Regions from separate parts of the Zea mays genome. Here region 2 is linked to region 1. The links are chromatin contacts, called in public Hi-C maps. All regions are on one chromosome and are shown on one strand. The core of a region is the stretch at or near the end of the contact, and the rest is flanking DNA. Distances in the headings are between cores, read along the strand shown. Region 1 holds the start of LOC100502201 (60S ribosomal protein L30-2). Region 2 holds the start of LOC103626442 (protein kri1).

Region 1 (5,794 bases), core at 2,906-5,405:
TTGTCTCATCTTTGCCTTTTGGGAACAGAGAAGTACCATTAGAAAAATGGTGTGGAACAAAAGAAAATGGTGGCACAATACTTTCGGAAGTTGAAATACTATAGCCACATTTGGAGAACAAATAAGGTTAAATCCAAAGTGGCTAAAGTTAAGAAGTTAATTTAAAGAATTGTTGGAGAGATGTTTTTTTGCCAAACTCTCTAAAATACTGATTTTAGAAGGTTTTTAGAGAACTTTTGGAGTTGCTCTTAGTTCCGTAAAAGGATCCCTAAATCAATAATTTAGATAGTTAATCTAAATATTATTTTTCATCAGTTCTCTAAATAAACTTTCTAAATTTAGCTACTTCTCATCTAACCCCAATTTTCTATTCTATCTATATTTAGTAATCATTTACTAACTCTCTAAAAAAAACGATGTACCCAATTTTCTATTCTATCTATATTTAGTAATCATTTACTAACTCTCTAAAAAAACCGATGTACCTATGCAGCAGTTGGCAGCTGCACTAACTTGGCTTAAAATTGAAACGAACAGGGTAGTTGACTGTTGAAAAAAGAATCAATGTGGATCCATTTGGTATGAGAAACAGAAAACAACTAGATGAAATTAGAATAGATGCTCTATCACTCACTTAGAAAACGATGACACTATCACAGCTTACAGCTTATCTAGTATCAACACATACTAATCATTCTGATTGAAACCACAAACTGCTGCTGATACGCCTACACAGCAGTTGGCTTAAAACAGAATCAAGCATACACAACAAAGGACATGCGGACTGGCTTAAAACAGAATCGAGCAGGGTAGTCATCGAGATAAAACTATCTTGCACGATTACTGACTCTTTACAAGTCGCAAAATTACTTAACCATCAAATCATAAAACTCTAAAACTTTACATTGACACAACTATCAATTCCCTAGTCATAAGATTAATGAACTGTACAAAACTTTGCATTAAGAGTAGACGTGCCCCGAACTTTCATTTTACATCATTACATAGGGAGGCCTTTACTCCCACCAATATAGGTTATGAACCTTTTTTTGCCTGCCACTATAAATCAAAATTCCCTGGATTTAAGTATATTTGCAGAAAAATATAAACAAACATATAGACCAAACAACCTTATAAATTGAGTACGACTTGAATATGTAAAATTTACTATCACAATACCGATGACTTAAGACAAGACTGTCCTGCCCGAGGTACCATGTTTAAAGCAGCATCGTGTACCAACAGTAAACAAGATACAAATTTGACACAACAGAGAATAGTGCAATTTTGAGCAGTGGGGGACTAAATGCTGTAATCCGAGCACATCCGGCAAGAGATCCATTCAACAATTAGCAAATGTCTGGAACGAAATGTTCAATCCACACAATGTTGCCAAGAACTCTATAAATTCTGACGGAACACGATAAAAGACAAGTACATCAAAATCATCAGCTACTAAGAATTCAGATGCCGAGTACAGCTGTTGTGGCATCCTTACTGCTCGCCCGGTGTAGTCTTGATGATATCAGAATCACCTGAAATCACAATAAAACAACTCTTCATATCCATGTTTTGATCAAAGCATCAAAGTGACTTGTGATATGGAGGCGGCTTTTACCAGGATCGATAATGCTGAGGCAGCAGACACGGAAGTATTTTCCACAGGCTGTTCCAAGGTCAACATTGTCTGGAAAACAACAAAATACAGTTAATTTTAGGACTTGTAACAACAGCTAGTTGCATAGACCAACACAACCCTGTCTCAAATAACATGATAGGAACCAACTATGTACATTATTTAGTTATTCCTAATAACATAGTGTGGTATGCATTACCTTACAATGTAAGTTCTTGTCATATATATTGCAAAGCGAGTAATAATTATGGATTTATGGAAGCCAAAACTTCCTTTCTATTTGATTTATAGTTAATAATTATCTTATGCATTAAACATGCATGGGTGACATTCTTGTGCTTTTCTGCAACTGGCTAGACATTGCAGAACAGTACAAATCAGGGGCTAAAAGAAAAGGTAACATGCCAACTGACAGTTGACATTTCCCTAGATAATGCAACATCGATTGAAGAAACAGAAGGGATGATAACTTACTTCCATGGAAGTGGTGGACTGTCACCTTAGCCAGCATAGCATAGTACTCAATTTCAGACTTCCGAAGCGGAGGACAGTTGTTAGCAATGATCACTAGCTTTGCTGAAAATCAATACATTGATTTAGGCATATTACAAGCATGCTATATAACAAATGATATTGTGTAGAGTCTAAGGCAGAAATTATAGTTTTGTGCACTCACATCTAATTTTAAAGAAGTTATTATCATGTCGAATGAACAGTTAGGCAAAGAAAAGGAGTCAGACCTTAGTAACCAAGTTACCGGATAGATGGGGTCAAGAAACGGGAACGTGGTACAATACTTAAAAAGGATTTTGACACTGAGGGGGTGAGATTGTATCCGTGTTCCCAGAACACAACAAACAAATAAAGTTACACGTTTAAAATACTATACTAGATGGGACATACTCAAAACAATTGTACATAACATAATCCACAAAAAACACTATAAAGCAAACAAAATATAAATCTGAAAGAAGATATCCCCCACTCATGCTCAACCAGTGATATCATGCACAGGTACCATATACGCACAAAACAGGGAGAGGATTATTATGGCGTTGACTCATACACAATGGCCATATAAATACATCCATTGGTAATCAGTTTTCAACGCAGAACTCAAATGTCAGTCACATAAAATAACTGTTTGAAATAAATAGTAACCTAAAAAGAGCAAGCAATGACAACAAACTTTATGTACAGGCTTGAGATAAATTCAGAAATTAAGATACACAACAAATAAAGCAAAACAGCAAAACAAACAGAGGATCAGAATTCTGGCTTGGTTTTCTCAGATGAGAAATTATAGCGCTCAGTATGTTCATTGTCGATCATCTGGGGAAAGGGTCATCATATCCTCATAAGTGTGCAACATAGTTAAAAAACACAAAACGAGGCTACAAATAAGCACTACATAAAATTCAGAAATACATTTTATGCAAAAATGGAGGATCAGAATTCTGGCTTGGTTTTCTCAAAAGAGAAATTATGGCACTCAATATGTTCACTGTCGATCATCTGGGGAAAGGGTCATCATATCCTCATAAGTGTGCAGCAACACAGTTAAGATAACAGAAAAGGCACAAAAAGAGGCAACAAAAAAACACCACATGGAATTCAGAAATATTTTATCATAAACGGATGATTAAAATTATGGCTTGGTTTTCTCAGATGAGAAATTATAGCGCCCAGTATGTTCACTGTCTATCATCTGACCTTCCACTGATAACATTAAGTATAGAGTGAACAAACATTCAGTGACGTAGATAAAAATACGTTGTCCAGAGAATATTTCGGTGGGCGTCCATGCAGCCACAAAGTTCATAGTGGCTGAGGTCATGAGCCCTATTCTCCTTCTTTCAATGTCGTATTTCCATCTTGACATCTAAAAATGTTCACTTCACTTGATTTTTCCCCTGCATAATCCTAATACTCCCACTGTGAGCAGTAAAAAAACAGCTACATGAACACGTCCATAGGCACGGATTGAACATCCACGGGATCAATCTACGGTATTGTAACATAGGCAGACATCCATATGCACCGATTTGACTACCTAACCCGTTAATCAAGAGCTAAGTAGCCTTACGCATGAGACAGAATATAAAGTGTGAGCTTCCTTACACTTAGAATTCCTGAGGGTCCTGAGGACAGTCTTGTAGCCGAGCGTGTACTTGCCGCTCTTCATCACAAGCTGAAGCTTGTTGTTGATGTTGTCCGTGGACTTCTTCTGCACAAAACCAACAACGAAAAACGAAAAACAGAGCTTAGAACATAAATTGCAAGACTGGAAACATGAATACTTGGAATGCAGCAGCAAGACATGTTGCCGCCCAGAAGACGGCAGCAGATCGACGGAAAAGGTGGGAGAAACGTGGGCTTGTAGTCGAGAACTCGAGATACGGGGGTAGATGTGAGAGGGCAGCAGATGTGATCGTTACCGTCTTCTTTGCGGCCACCATGGTTGCGCCCCGATGAGTGACGGCGTCGAAGCGGCTTTGCGCGGCGGCGGCTCTTCTCGGGGATGACTGCGGGGCGGAAGGCTGGAGAGCTAGGGTTTGGTTATTTATAGAGTACAAGGAACCCTAGGGGTTACTGATGTGGGCTTTGTATAGGATAGAATGGGGCTTACGAGTTCTTTGAGCCCAGACGGCAGACGCCCAGACGCGGAGTATGAACTTTGATTTTTGTGGCCAGAAAAAAAAATCTCTTTGACTTCAAAAATAGTTATTTCTATTTTTTGTGGCAGAAAAAAACGTGAGACTACGTACCATGTTGTAAATATGCCCTACTACAATGCTCATGGGTTGTGATGGTATGTAAATTATTTGATAAAAAAGTTTGTGAATAACGATTACATAAAAACGAATAACTCATATATTATCATCAGCATGAACGACGATGTGGTCCATGAATGGCCATATTCGTGCTATGAGGTTCTTGATGTAAATAACCTCATAGAGCTTCTTTCTCGCCAGTCACCTCGATGGCCTCGAGCGTTGTTGGGACCATGCTTTGTCGTCGAAGGTCCTGCAGAAAGAAACAACTTCGGCTGAAGCTGCTCATACGTGATGTCGAAGGTGTCATTTCGTGAAGCTTCGGAATTACAAACCGACTTAAAGATAGAATGACCTTTTAGTCCACAAGAGTCCGAGTCATTGTTGTAAACTTTTATGAGGGGTACGATTGTAATTCCTCACGGGCTGTGTCCTGTGCCTATAAATAGTGAACAATATTCCTTTACTGTTCACGCATTCCTGCAATTGCAATCGCATCACTCGGAAATTATACTTTGTCAAGGAAGAGGTATAAATGTGTCTAAATATTACGTTTGAACATCTTAAATTTATATAGTATATAAATGATGTTATTTATTTTCAATTTACTTGTCTTTAATGCTTTATGTCTTACGTTATTTTATATTATCTTTGTGAGTTCAATTACGAAAGTATAACTTTCGTAGTTCTGCCATTATAACCTTCGTCCGAAGTATATCCTTGGGGAAATAATGCTTCAGCGGACGAAGGGCACTGATATTTTAACATTTTATGTTGCCTTATTCTTAATTCATAGCATTTGAGAACAAGTCCCCAACATTGGCGCCCACCTCCGGTGAACTCACTTCCACTTTTTTGAGCTGATGGCTTCGTTCAACGATCAAGCTGGAGCTGCTTCGGCTCCGAAGCTGGTACTCCCGATAACAGGCGGTTCATGCTCAGAGCCAGCCAACAAGAAGCAGAAGAAGGAAGCACAGAGAAGGGTATAGCACGTTGGGGTGCAAGGACCCTTCATCAAGTCAAGATGGTCTCACATTCCAATTACCTTCTCTCAAGAGGATCTCCAACTCAAGGATTACCCACACAATGATGCTATGGTTATCTCTTATGTGATCAAAGGATTCCTGGTCCATAATGTTTTGGTTGATACAAGCAGCGCAGCTGATATCATATTTGCTAAGGCCTTCAGACAGATGCAAGAGCTCGAGGATAAAATTCATGATGCCACACATCCCCTTTGTGGCTTCGGAGGAAGGCAGATCGTAGCACTTGGAAAAATCACAATGTCAATAACCTTCGGATTCATTAACAACACAAGGACTGAACAAGTTGTATTTGATATTGTTGATATGGAATACCCTTACAATGCAATCATTGGTCGTGG
Region 2 (5,829 bases), core at 935-3,434, 540 kb after region 1:
AAAAAGAACAGCAAAATTCCCCAGATGTACTTTGATGAATCTCAGAAGGTCAATGGCTCTTGTGACGCTTTGAATTTATCTTTCCATATGCCTCTAATCGATCACTGGATGGCCTTAGCTCAGACTTGCGACGCTTCCGCCGTTCACTTCTGGTAGACTTTTTCTTGGCATCTGTTGACTCTTGCCCATTTGTCATCCTGTCGTTCTCTGTTTTTGAAGAACTAGGGTCTTCCTCAGACCTAGATTTCTTGCCAGATTTGTCCTTCTTCCCTTCCTTCTTCTGGCCTCCAAGGATCAAATCCTTGCTCTGCTTCTTATGATGTGTAACCTTCCATTCATCCTCTCTGTAAGGAGCTAGCTTCTTAACGGAAACATACTGGTTCAAATCCTTGTCATCTGATGCCAATATATCATAGGTACTCAGACCAAAACTATTGGGCTTAACTTGTTTATACTTGAACCGAGTCTTGATATCTCCAATAGTGTCCTCGTAGTCTAACTTGTAGTACTCTTCCATCTCTTTCTCAAGCTCCACCTTGTCTTTGAGAGAGATCTTCCCTTTTTCACCTTTCGCATCAGTGGCAGTAGACTCTTCTTTTGAATGGTCACTAGCCCAGCCCTTAGGAAGCCCAAGCAATTCGTCTTCTTTGCCAAAATCCGGCTTCTCCAAATCCATCTCCTCACCACTTCCAAACTCAGGATCAACCTCATCAGCCTCATAGTAACTATCATCAAACATCTCCTGCATCTTTTTGTCATAATCCTCCGGATCAAAATCCTCCTCCAAGTCATCAGCACCAAGCTTACAAGCAGCATCTCCTTCAATCCCAGCAATCATTCGGATCCTCTCAAGCTTCTCTGCAATCTCTTTCTTCTTCAAATTCTTGAGATGCTTCAGCTCCTCTGCTTGCTCTTGCTTAACACGGGCCATCCGCTCCTCTTTGCTCTTGCGCTGCTGCTTTCTGCTGCTCTCCTTCTTCCTCACCGAACCTTCAACAACCCTTGAATGTCCCAACACCCGATCCGCCACCACTGCCCCTGATGCCATGGCCTCCTCATGCCGGTAATTATAAGCATGCTCATACTCTTCCTGAATCTCGAGCTCCTCTTCATCTGACAATTCCTGGATATTATCTAGATAGGACTTACTCTTCTCTGTCTCAAGGTACGGCCTCTTAAGAAAAAATTCCTTCAAGAACTTCTCGTTCTCATCCAGCTCCTCATCCTTCCCAAAGACCTCACCAGCAAGGTCCTTTGTCTGCTTCTCCTCCTCGTCCTCCTCCGCTTCGTCGTCAGCTCCTGCTCTAGCCTTTTCCTTCACCTGGAATAAATCGCCATCATCGTCTCCACCATCGCCTAATGCTTCTTTCTGTGCCTCAAGGAAAGCCTCCAATCCCTTCTTCTGCTGCTCGTCATAAGCGATCCTCTCGAACTTGCTGCTGCTCCGGCTGGGCTGCGCTGCGAACTCGGGGCCCTCCTCGAGCAGGTGGCGGGCATTAACGTCCTTGAGGTACAGAGGCTTCTCCTTCTTGGTCTTTTCCTTCTCCTGCTTGGACTCTTCTTGCTTCTTGGCGTCCTCACCTTCCTCGCCGCCTTCCTCCTCCGAGGAGTAGACCTTGGCGTCCTTGTCGAGGATGCGGGGATCGCCGCTGCGGATGCGGCGGATCACCTCGAACATGCGGCGGTCGACTAGGCGCGAGGCAATGGCGGCCGCCTCGTCCTCCTCCTCCGACGACGACTCGGACTCCGACTCGTCGTCGTCGGAGGCGGGGACCAGGCCCTGCTTCCTGCGCTCCTCGAGGCGCTGCAGCGCCTCCCGCCGCTTGTTGTGCTCGAAGCGACGCGCGTACTCCTCGTTGATCTGGATCTTGGAGAGGTTCTCCCCGCTGTCGAAGTCCTCGTCGGAGCCCGACAGGATGTCCAGCGGCTTCTTCTCCATCTCCTTGGACTTCTTCCTCCTCCCCATCTTCTTCAGCGAGCAACGGCTGGAAGCGGCGAGACAACGGCGGCGTGGAAGATGCTCGGGTTAGGGTTTTAATCGATGGAATCGACACGGGCCGAGACTATTATATCTTGCGCGCAACGTTGGTAAACTGGGCTGGGCCTCGTGGAATAGGACGACCCATGGGCTGACAGTACTTCAGAAGCCCAAGTGTAGCAGTACTACCGTGCCGAGCGTTTGCCTTACTCAAAAGAAGAAGAAAATACTAACGTTTGCCTGTCCAACGAAAAAAAACGACCTTTTTTTACGAGGAAAAAACTGACGAGGCGTTTCGATCGGACTTGTGTGGACTGGTCTGGAGCGCGACGCCGACCGGTGCCGAGTGAGATCGCTGTGGCCGGCCCCTCGCGGCCCAGCAGGGAGCAAGTGGCCTCGTGCCCGACGAGCACCTCAGCTTTTGTGTAGCAACTTGCCGAACGCCCGGTCGGCGTCGTGCGTGCGTGACGCACCACGCACCTATAATAATTAACTCTATTATTATATGTTTGGGCGGTGCTCCGTCGTAGGAGCAGCAATAACTGTCAACTGAATTGACACCGTCGGCGTAGTCATTAGCCAAAAAAAACTAAACTTAGGTTCGCCTACAAATACAAAAGCAAAAGCAAAAATAAAAGCAAAAGCAATTTGTTTAGAAGTTGCTGGTTCGCATGATTGATGTGATTATATTTGTATTGACTCACGTACGGCATGGATGTGGTTGAGATCGGATCACGCATCCCATTTGGCATGTGCAAGCAGGATGGATCTCTCGCCGTATGTACAGACGTGCAGTACGTCGTCGCACACGTTGCCTTGAGCTTCGCTCCATTGTCTAAATACTTTATTACAGAGGAAACACATAACACCTATAAAAACTATTAGTTTTATAAAACTTGCCATTCAATAATATCCTAATAATGTTTATTTATTTGGAGTCATATGAGTATGTTCATACCAGTGATCTCTGAATTTGTTAAGAGATGTCGATTAGATTCATAAACTTTAAAATTGTAGTTTTATGTTCTTGAACTGGTTAAATAATATATCATACATCTCTAAGTTTATGAAAATAGTGCATTGCAGGTCTAGATTTGGAACATACAGACCACCGTTATGTCTCATTTAAGTACGAGGAATGTTGCTCGTGCATTTATCTAATGTTATTTTTTAAAATCAATAATACATATTCTCTCCGTTCACATGATTTAGTCGTTTTAATTTGTCATAAGCCAACTATTATCAACTTTGACCGATTACATAAGATATTTTATAAAATTTTACAATATAAAAATAAAACTACTAGAGTCATTATGACTTGAACTACTATAATATATGATTCTTTTAGTTTAAAATAATGTAATCTTATCTATTATTCGTCAAAATTTACATAGTTTGATTTAGAATAATTCTAAAATGACTAAATTATGTGGAGGAAAGGAGTAGAAATTTCAACACATAAAGACACGTGGAGTTTTTAAAAGAAGGAAATACATGACAGGTGAAAACGAAACGATTCTTAAAATTTCCAATAAGTACTCATGAAACTGCGGGGGACAATAGCAAAAACGAAACGGCGACCACATACAAAACAGCGACTCCCTTGTTGCCGGCTATAGCTTTTGCCTCCGTTTCGCTTTGATAAATAAAAGCCATAACTCCCGGCCGTCCATCGCTCGCCTCCCCTCCCTCCCTCCCCGCCGCTGTCTCCGGCGACAGCCAGCCTCATCGTCCATGGCCTCTACATGCCTAGCCCCCGCCTCCCTCTCCACGCCCCTGCTCTCCGACTCCATCGCGCGCGCGCCCGCCGCCAACGGGCACGCCACCAACCACCGACACCACCACCACGACGACAGCGACGGTGCTGCGGCGGTCTCCGTTTGCGACGACGGCGGCGGGGACCCGTTCGCGTTCCTCTCGGAGGACCGGCCGCCGAGGGACCGAGGGCCGTCCCCGGCCGACCCGTTCCGCAACGGCACGCCGGCGTGGGGCGGCGGCGTGTACGCGTGGTCGAGGACGCTGCTGCTCCTGCCGGTCGCGTTGGTGCGGCTGGCACTGTTCGGGCTCTCCATCGCGATCGGCTACGCGGCCACGTGGGTGGCTCTCCGCGGGTGGGCGGACACGCACGGGAGGCCGCGGGTGGGCGGCGGGCCTATGCCGGCGTGGCGCCGCCGGCTCATGTGGATCACGCGGATCTCAGCTCGCTGCATCCTCTTCTCTTTCGGGTGAGTCGCTCGGTTGCTGGATCGCGGGACGCGATCTGGATCGTAGACTTGGTCTCATTTTGATTTGATCTAATCTGGTAGCTAATAGCCGCTGCCTGGCATTTTTTCCCTAAAAAACATAATACTAGATGATTAGATTTGTGTGGTGAGATGGGGCTTTCTAATCCTATGTGTCGATGACGCGATTGTGGGATGCGGGTTGGTTTGCTGGATTTGGAGGGCTGCTATTTCGCAACAACGTGCCTATTTTGTTGGGAGCGCCTCAATGATGTGGTTAGTGGCCTGGTGGGACGATGCTGTAGCGGAAGCTGAATGTCCGTGCGGCAGATGTGTTTATGGCGTGTTGTCGTGTTGATGCTAACTTCATGAATTGCAGCTTTGAAGAGACCAATAGGATTATAGGAAACGAACGGGTTAGAAACGTTGGAGGTTGGACCATTCGTACATGCGTTCAGCTAGGTTACGTCAAGAGCGAAAACGTGTGCACAGTTCAACCTGAGATTCCATGTGCATGTGCATGCTGAAATGAAAGGTGGGGGTGTACCATGTTACAAATAGGAATTTCTCCTGTGGTCCTTCCATCCATTGCAATGATTTCAATAGCCCCGAATGGTGGGCAATTTCTCTTCACTGAAAATCATGGGCAATTTCTCTGTCCTGAAAATCAATACCCCAAATGGTGGGCAATTTCTCTATAGACTGAAAAAATATAGCAAAGGAAAAAAAACAACTATGACTATGGTGTTGTTTGTGTGTAAGCCCGTGTCCAGCAAGTTACCCATATAGTCACCCAAAACATTGTTTTACATTGTAGACTGCACTGTTCGCAGAGCGTAGTTTGAATTAAGAGATGTAATAAGAGATAGAATGTGTAAGTTGCTGGAGATAGCCTTAGCCTTTCAGAATAGTGTAGGAACGACAAGCATTTTGAATCAAAACTTTAGAGCATGGACAATGATTGCCATCTTCTTTTGCTACATGTATTTACTTTCAAAACTTAGTATTCTTCTGGCCATGAAATTGCTTTGTGCACTGTTGCTTTGCTATGTGTTTACGCTGAGTTGATCTGAGTATTTGGATGCATACTCTTTCTCAGTCTCTTTTCTTGTGATGCTAGTGTACACTGTCTGATCTTAGTCGGACACTCCTTATCAGGTACCATTGGATCAGAAAGAAAGGAAGGCCCGCTCGTAGGGAGCTCGCACCTATTGTTGTTTCCAATCATATCTCGTACATAGAACCCATATTCTTCTTCTATGAATTGTTCCCAACCATTGTTTCGTCAGAGTCTCATGATGCCCTACCATTTGTTGGAACAATTATTCGAGCGATGCAGGTATGCATTTTTTCAATTTTCCTACGACTGTCTACATTTCCAAGTTTCTTCTAAGACAGATTTTTGCAGGTTATATATGTTGACAGATTCTCACCAGCTTCTCGGAAGGCTGCTGTAAATGAAATAAAGGTAAAAACCGTTCCTCTTAATATGTGTTGTGATCACTTGGTTGCCTTTAAAAATGTTGCATTGTATTTTGTCACATGTTAGCCACCCCGTTGATTTATGTAAGTTTTAAGTTATTGAATATCACTGCTCTACATTGACTTAATATATGGAAAAAAGTAACA

Evidence for each region. A called contact is a pair of places that touch in the nucleus more often than the background predicts.
Region 2: a Hi-C map of leaf shows a contact between it and region 1, with 7 times the contacts expected there. The contact joins the promoter of LOC103626442 here to the promoter of LOC100502201 in region 1. A contact is called at or near these places in 3 of 25 Hi-C or Micro-C datasets (ear, endosperm and leaf).

What each region holds. Positions count from the first base shown.
Region 1 is chr5:61,315,381-61,321,174 of Zm-B73-REFERENCE-NAM-5.0, forward strand. It overlaps LOC100502201 (60S ribosomal protein L30-2), which reads right to left and starts at 4,156. Exons shown (of 5, transcript NM_001196678.1): 1 at 4,075-4,156; 2 at 3,758-3,863; 3 at 2,111-2,212; 4 at 1,619-1,687; 5 at 1,309-1,535. The coding sequence starts at 4,095. The coding sequence ends at 1,495. LOC111589380 (small nucleolar RNA Z103) reads right to left here and starts at 2,993; the gene lies at 2,898-2,993. LOC111589381 (small nucleolar RNA Z103) reads right to left here and starts at 3,176; the gene lies at 3,081-3,176.
Region 2 is chr5:61,854,741-61,860,569 of Zm-B73-REFERENCE-NAM-5.0, forward strand. It overlaps LOC103626442 (protein kri1), which reads right to left and starts at 2,185. Exons shown (of 1, transcript XM_008646850.3): 1 at 1-2,185. The coding sequence starts at 1,966. The coding sequence ends at 50. It overlaps LOC100191712, which reads left to right and starts at 3,637. Exons shown (of 13, transcript NM_001137141.1): 1 at 3,637-4,203; 2 at 5,359-5,539; 3 at 5,609-5,668. The coding sequence starts at 3,713.